Regions from separate parts of the Vulpes vulpes genome. Here region 1 is linked to region 2. A link is a contact called in public Hi-C data. All regions are on one chromosome and are shown on one strand. The core of a region is the stretch at or near the end of the contact, and the rest is flanking DNA. Distances in the headings are between cores, read along the strand shown. Region 1 holds the start of AHI1 (Abelson helper integration site 1). Region 2 holds the start of MTFR2 (mitochondrial fission regulator 2).

Region 1 (3,117 bases), core at 222-2,721, 610 kb after region 2:
TTTATTTCAGTATAGACTCAAGTATTCCTATTTTATTTAGCAGATCATAATCTATTAACATTATGATAATTGTGTTCAAATTGACCCAGATGGGGCCAATGGAGGCTCCTTCAAGCTGGCTTCTCTTTCCCTTTCATATCTTCCACCAGTCTGTAAAAACTTCTTTAATTTCTGGTACAAGATTTTTCAGGCTCATGTTGTACGTCCCCTGCTCCTCTTCTGAATCAATCATTTCCCCAAGAGGGTCTAGTTTCTTTTAGTAGAAAATGGTGTTTAGAAACCAAGATCTAGGAACTACATGCTCATTGCTCCTTACATCTCTTTAACAGGGCTCTAGGGGGGAAAAAGTAGATGGATTCCAAGTATGGACAAGGTTTGGGTCTGATATGGAAGTGTAAGAGTTTACAAGGAGAGATTTTTCATGGGGCACCTGCATGACTCAGTGGCTGAGTGTCTGACTTTGGCTCAGGTCCTGATACCGGGGTCCTGGGATTGAGTCCTACATCGGGATCCCCGCTGGGAGCCTACTTTTACCTCTGCCTATGTTTCTGCCTCTATCATGAATAAACAAACAAAATCTTTTAAAAAAATGATTTTTTTCAGAGAAAGGAAACAATATGTACAAGAATAGGGACATGAGAGGGTATGGATTCTTTTGCATGTTTCACGTAATTCAATATTGCTGAAGAATGGCACTGAAAGGAGGCAATGAAAGAAGAAACTAGTCAGGTAGATGGAAGTGTCTTACATCCTAGGCAAAGTAACTACATTTTCTCTTACAGCTAATCCTTTGAAGAATTTTCAGGACAGTGGCATTATCAGATCCACACTTTTAGCGAGATCATTCTGGTAGCAGTATGGAGGATGGCATTTGGGAATCAAAACTGGAATCAGGGGACTGGTAAAGAGGCCATCTCACAATAGAAGTGATGAAGGCTGGCATGAGGCAGCTGGAGTCAAGACGGCTAAGTGTTAAGATGGGAGGTGTTAAAAGAGTAGAATGGATATAATTTGGTGTAAGAGGCATTTAGGATGCTCTGCAGGGATTCTGAACAGTGGGAGGATGCTGGTGGCTTGATCGAAACAGCGATCCAGAAAGAACAGTAGGTTTCAGGTGGGAAGTCGAACAGAACAACTCGGTTTAAGATGCACTGGATTGGTAATATTTGTCACCCAATTTTCACAGGATTTGGAGAAACAAAATGGAACATGTTTTGTAGCGCGGCGATGCTAATATAAACAGAAAAGCTGGCCCCTGAAGAAACATGCACAACACTCTCACTTCACAGACTAAGCAACAGGTCATAGTGCCGGGCACAACTGCAACCGCAGGAGATTCCGGAGCTGGGCAAGGACCCGTAGTATTTTTCCATCCTCGGTGACTCAGAGCTAAAAATGGCGCCTGCGGCAGAAAACAGAAGGTGGGAGGGGGCACCGGGTACAGAAAAGATGCGGGTTTTCTTTCCGTTCTGCTCCCAACACGTAGCGCAGCAACGGCGCCACAGCATTACCGGCCGCCCCCGCAGGGCTGGCCCGCAGTAAGACCACGCTCCGCGCCTAAAGGGAGCTGCACCTCGGGGCGGGGACGCGCCGGCCGCTGGGCCTGGTTCGTGCTGCTCGGCCTGGGCGGGCGCCCCTCTCGCTCGGCGCCGGCTGCGGTTCTGAGAGACTGAACGCTTTCTCCGAGGTGACGACCAGATGGGCTCGGACCCTACTACGCATTCGCAGGGCTCCTTCGCGCTCAGGGACGGGAGTCCGGCGTCGGAGGGCCACGGCCTCGCGCTGTCTACGCGGGCACGAGGAGGCCCGCGGGCGGGCGCGCGCATCAGCTCCGCAGGCGCCGGGCGCAGGAGCTCGGGGCGGCGGCGCAGGCGGGGCGGGGGCGGGGCCGCGGCCGGCGGGAGGGCGGGCCGCTTCGGTTGCCACGGGGACGGCGGCGTAGGCAGGTGCTGACGTCAGCGGGCGCTGCCCGCACTGCGGCACCAGGCCGGCTCTCAGAGCCCTAGCGGCTGGCGGGTGGGCGGCTGCGCGAGTGCCTGGCGTCCGCCCCGCCCGGCGTGGGGAGCCGCTTCGCGCAGTCGCAGCGTTGGCGCCGGCGGGACGGGCTGTCGGCCGCTCTGGGCTCCGTTGTCCGTGAGTACGCCGCAGGCCCGCGGGTAGCGGACCCGGGCCTGGCGCCTGGCCTGCCCGGCCCTGTGGAGGGCGGTGGCTCGGGGGAGGGGGAGCGCTGCTTGGCGCGCCGGGGGCCGGGGCGGGGCCGCCGAGGGCCGCGGAGCCCTGCGGTGTAGCTTCCAGAGAGCACCGCCGAGTTGGTTCCCGCGCCTTTCCCGGGGCTGCGGCCGCCTTAGTGCTCGGCGCGGCGTCCACACCCCCCGCGGAGGGATGCGGTCTTTGCCCCGCCCACTCCGGGTTCTGGCTTTAGAGCCTTTAAGTCGGATACGCACTAACTCCGTTTATTTCCTTTTAGGGTGTCAACCTGGTGCTGAATTTCGAATCTGTGAAATGCCTTCTTAATTACATCCGAGAAAAGGTGATCAGTGTGCTACATTTATCAGGGTCGCATACAGATAGAAAAAATTACCCTGTTTAGAACCGCTACCGGTGGTCGTGCTGTATTCCAGCATCTCTGTGAAATCATAGACTCACTGGAGTATATGGCTTTTACTTTTTTGAGAAAAGGATGCTAACATTTTTTTCACCTGTTGCATTAACTTGCTTGGACTTCCTGGGAAAAGATTGCTCGTTTTGAGAACGCTGGGCGATTTCTAAGAAATATTTTTGAAAAATCCCAACACCCAGAGTTTTTTAAAACCATATTTAGAATCTTGTTTACTTATGGAGACTATTTGATTAGTTGAATTATGCATACAGGGTTTTTGTTTGTTCCTTTTTTTTTTTTCCCTTGTGCTATAACATTTGGTTAAAAGGTGAATTATCCAGGCCTCTATAGCTTCTCCCCTTGATCTTTAGACATTTATTGGCCGATAATCAGATGTTTAGAGAAAATGAAAAATGAGATGAAACGTAGTGCAGTTGATTTTCCTTACTAGTATTTCTTAGCAGCTCCTATAAAAGGGTTTGTGAGGGAGTAGCTTTAAAATGGCATATGTGAGGGCA
Region 2 (2,842 bases), core at 79-2,578:
CTTCTACTTACACAGTGTCCAACAGCCTTCTCCTAATTTCATCCTTTAATCTAGTTTGGACCATAGAGGTAGTCTGCCAATTGTAGTTAAAAGTCATTTCTGGTGTCTGTTTTCCCTCATCTCCTATCCAGTTACTTTATTCAACCAAGTATTGATTGCCCATTGTATATACTAGCCACTCTTCTGAGTGTTTTGTTACTTTTTTTTTTTTTTTAAGTAAGCTCTACACCAAGGCAGAGGCCCAACTCATTCATGACCTTTCATGAGATGAGGACTTGCATGCCCCACTAAGCCAGACCCGCGCTGCCATACATAGGTATTTCTAAAGCGCTATAGAAACCACATGGGTCTAAAAGTAACTTGTGGAGTTTACATTCTAGTTTTGGCGATAGGGGGGAGCATGGATATACATGGCAATAAGTGCCGAGAGAGATATTATTTTAAAAAGGTATCTCCGGGAGAGCCTAACGTCTCCACCAGGATGCAGGGCAAGGACCTTACCGGTCTTCCCCATTTTGTGTTCCTTGTGTGCCTGGCACATTTAACAGACATTCAGTGTTGAATAAATGTGGGCCATAGAGAAATTAGTTTAAAAATACTGCCCTGGGCGCAATTGACTGAATTTTACGTCACTTCATTGCATTCCTCCCTGAAATACATAAAAAAGGGAAGCTTTTATGAAGCCAGTAATCCCAGGTCAGAATTTTAGAAATTGAATATCCTCCCCGGATCAGGGGATACCCTCAGCTTCCCTTTTGGTATCCTCTGGCTGGGCCCAGTTAATGTGTGGCACCTATCTGGTAGCCTCGATAGCCAGGAGCGTTTGGGTAGTGAACGTTCTAAGTACTGGGAAGCTACGGCTTCCCCGAGGCCTGCTTATTAGCTTCTGCTAGTCCCGTAAGCACGTAATAGATGTTCGTTGAATGCAACGATCAAACGGTAAGATAGCGACCCCACGGCAAGAGGACTTGGGAGAGCGGCCCCGCTTAGGGTCTGGGTGGAAGGGACGATACACTTTCTCTGCGAACTGGCACGAACTCCGGACTGACCGCTTGGCTCAAAACCCGTAAGGGCTCGTAAGCGCCGGAAGGTCTACGCGCAGCTCAGCCTGGAGGAACCGAAGGACGCGTCTTGCGCGTGCGTCGCCATCACCTCGCGCGCCCCGCCCCGCCCCGCCCACCAGCTGCTTCTGGGCTTCTATTGGCTGCCTCGCGGGAGGACCGCCCTCCAGAAGATGACGGGAAAAATCCCAGTAGCCCGTCCTAAAGACCGTAACTAGCCTGACGTCATTCCGCAGCCAATCACAGGCAGCGGTTTTCAGGCTTGCCCAATGAGGTCGGGCACGGGGTTGGCCCGCGGAGTTTGATTTTCGTCCAGGAACGCGGAAGCTGGCGTCAGTCCTGGGGGCCAGCGGCAGGGTGGGTGGGAAGCGCGAGTTGGGGGCCGCGCCCGCTGCGGAAGCCCCCGGGTTGAGTGAGGGGGCTCCAGTGCCCGGCCCCTGGTCGGTGGGGGCGTCGTTACCGTCTGTGGGCTGCAAACAGGCGCGTGGGCAGACACGGGCTGACGTCCGGAGGCTCCTGTGCCGGACGAGCGCACTACCAGCTTCGTAGACTGCGGACTCGAGGCAGCTTGATGTTCCGGTGGTTGGCTGCAGGCTCGACTTCGGAGGAGGGTGAGCAAGGCGATCACGCTGGGTTAGGAGAGACCCTGAGGAGGCTTGCGGCCCAAGCGAGTGGCACGGCGGGGCGCTAGTCTCGGCCTCTTACTCACTAGTTGGTGACTAAGCACATCGTATATCTGGGGTTCATATTCCTTATCTCGTAAACGAACGAGGAGGATGGATGGTGCCCCGATCGTGTGAGAGGAAGAGCTGCTGTTCACTTGTTAGAAGCCTTGAGCCGGCCCTCTGCCTCCTTTTCTTTCAAGGCTGAGCCGAACTCCCTCGCCACAGCCCAGAGCTTTCAGGAGAGCGGGGACCTCGCGGTCGCAACTAACCTAAAAGGCTTTCCTGCCAACTGCCCATCTCTTGTTGGTTGAGATTCATTAATGAAGGCTTAAACATCCTATGAACTTTTAATGCAATTTAACTGGTGAATTGAAGTTTCCCTTACCAGCCCTTCCCCCTCATCTTTGACTTCCTTCAAAATACTACTGGCCAAAAGAAATTAGTTGATGGTGTAATGTGGAACGAAGGGATTCCTCCAGGTTACTTAATACAGTTTTGTGGCAGTCATTTTATGCTTTTGTTGAGAGTAATATTTTCTGAATTATTTTTCCTGAAGGTACCAAGACACTGAGAATGTTTCCCTGAATTCGCTTATGTATTTGTTTCATCAATGTCACTCATATGGAATATCTTAAGAGAAATGCTGGAATATTTTGGTGTTCCCATAGATCAGGTAAATGTCTTTTAATGGATTTGAATCAACCTATTGTATTTGTTGTTGGGTCTTATTTGGAAAATGATCTATATGTAAACATTTAAGGTGAGGTTGTTCCTCCTTTTGGGTATAACAAAGGGTGAGTTTGCAATAGAATACCTTTGGTAGTTTGAGCTAAAAAAAGGATAAGATTAGGAGCACCTGCTGGCTCAGTTGGTAGAGCATGCGACTCTTGCTTGACCTCTGGCTTGTGAGTCCCAGCCCCATGTTGGAGGTAGAGTTTACTTAAAAAAAAAAAAAAGGTAAGATTATTAGGAACTTATTTACCAGATAGGTCAAATGTGAGCAAAAGGTGCAAATGCAGCAAAATATAGATATGACCTTCATAGATAAAAAATATTTTAATTAGCTAGTGGTTTTATTTAATGTAATTTAAGTTTGGTATTTGGATATATAATGGC

The links. Hi-C and Micro-C count contacts between places; a contact is called where the count stands out from the background.
Region 1: a Hi-C map of skeletal muscle shows a contact between it and region 2, with 4 times the contacts expected there. The contact joins the promoter of AHI1 here to the promoter of MTFR2 in region 2. A contact is called at or near these places in 2 of 3 Hi-C or Micro-C datasets (both in skeletal muscle).

What each region holds. Positions count from the first base shown.
Region 1 is chr1:93,427,251-93,430,367 of VulVul3, forward strand. It overlaps AHI1 (Abelson helper integration site 1), which reads left to right and starts at 1,472. Exons shown (of 27, transcript XM_025997872.2): 1 at 1,472-1,687; 2 at 2,468-2,530.
Region 2 is chr1:92,813,328-92,816,169 of VulVul3, forward strand. MTFR2 (mitochondrial fission regulator 2) reads left to right here and starts at 1,329. Exons shown (of 7, transcript XM_025997879.2): 1 at 1,329-1,672; 2 at 2,283-2,399. The coding sequence starts at 2,337.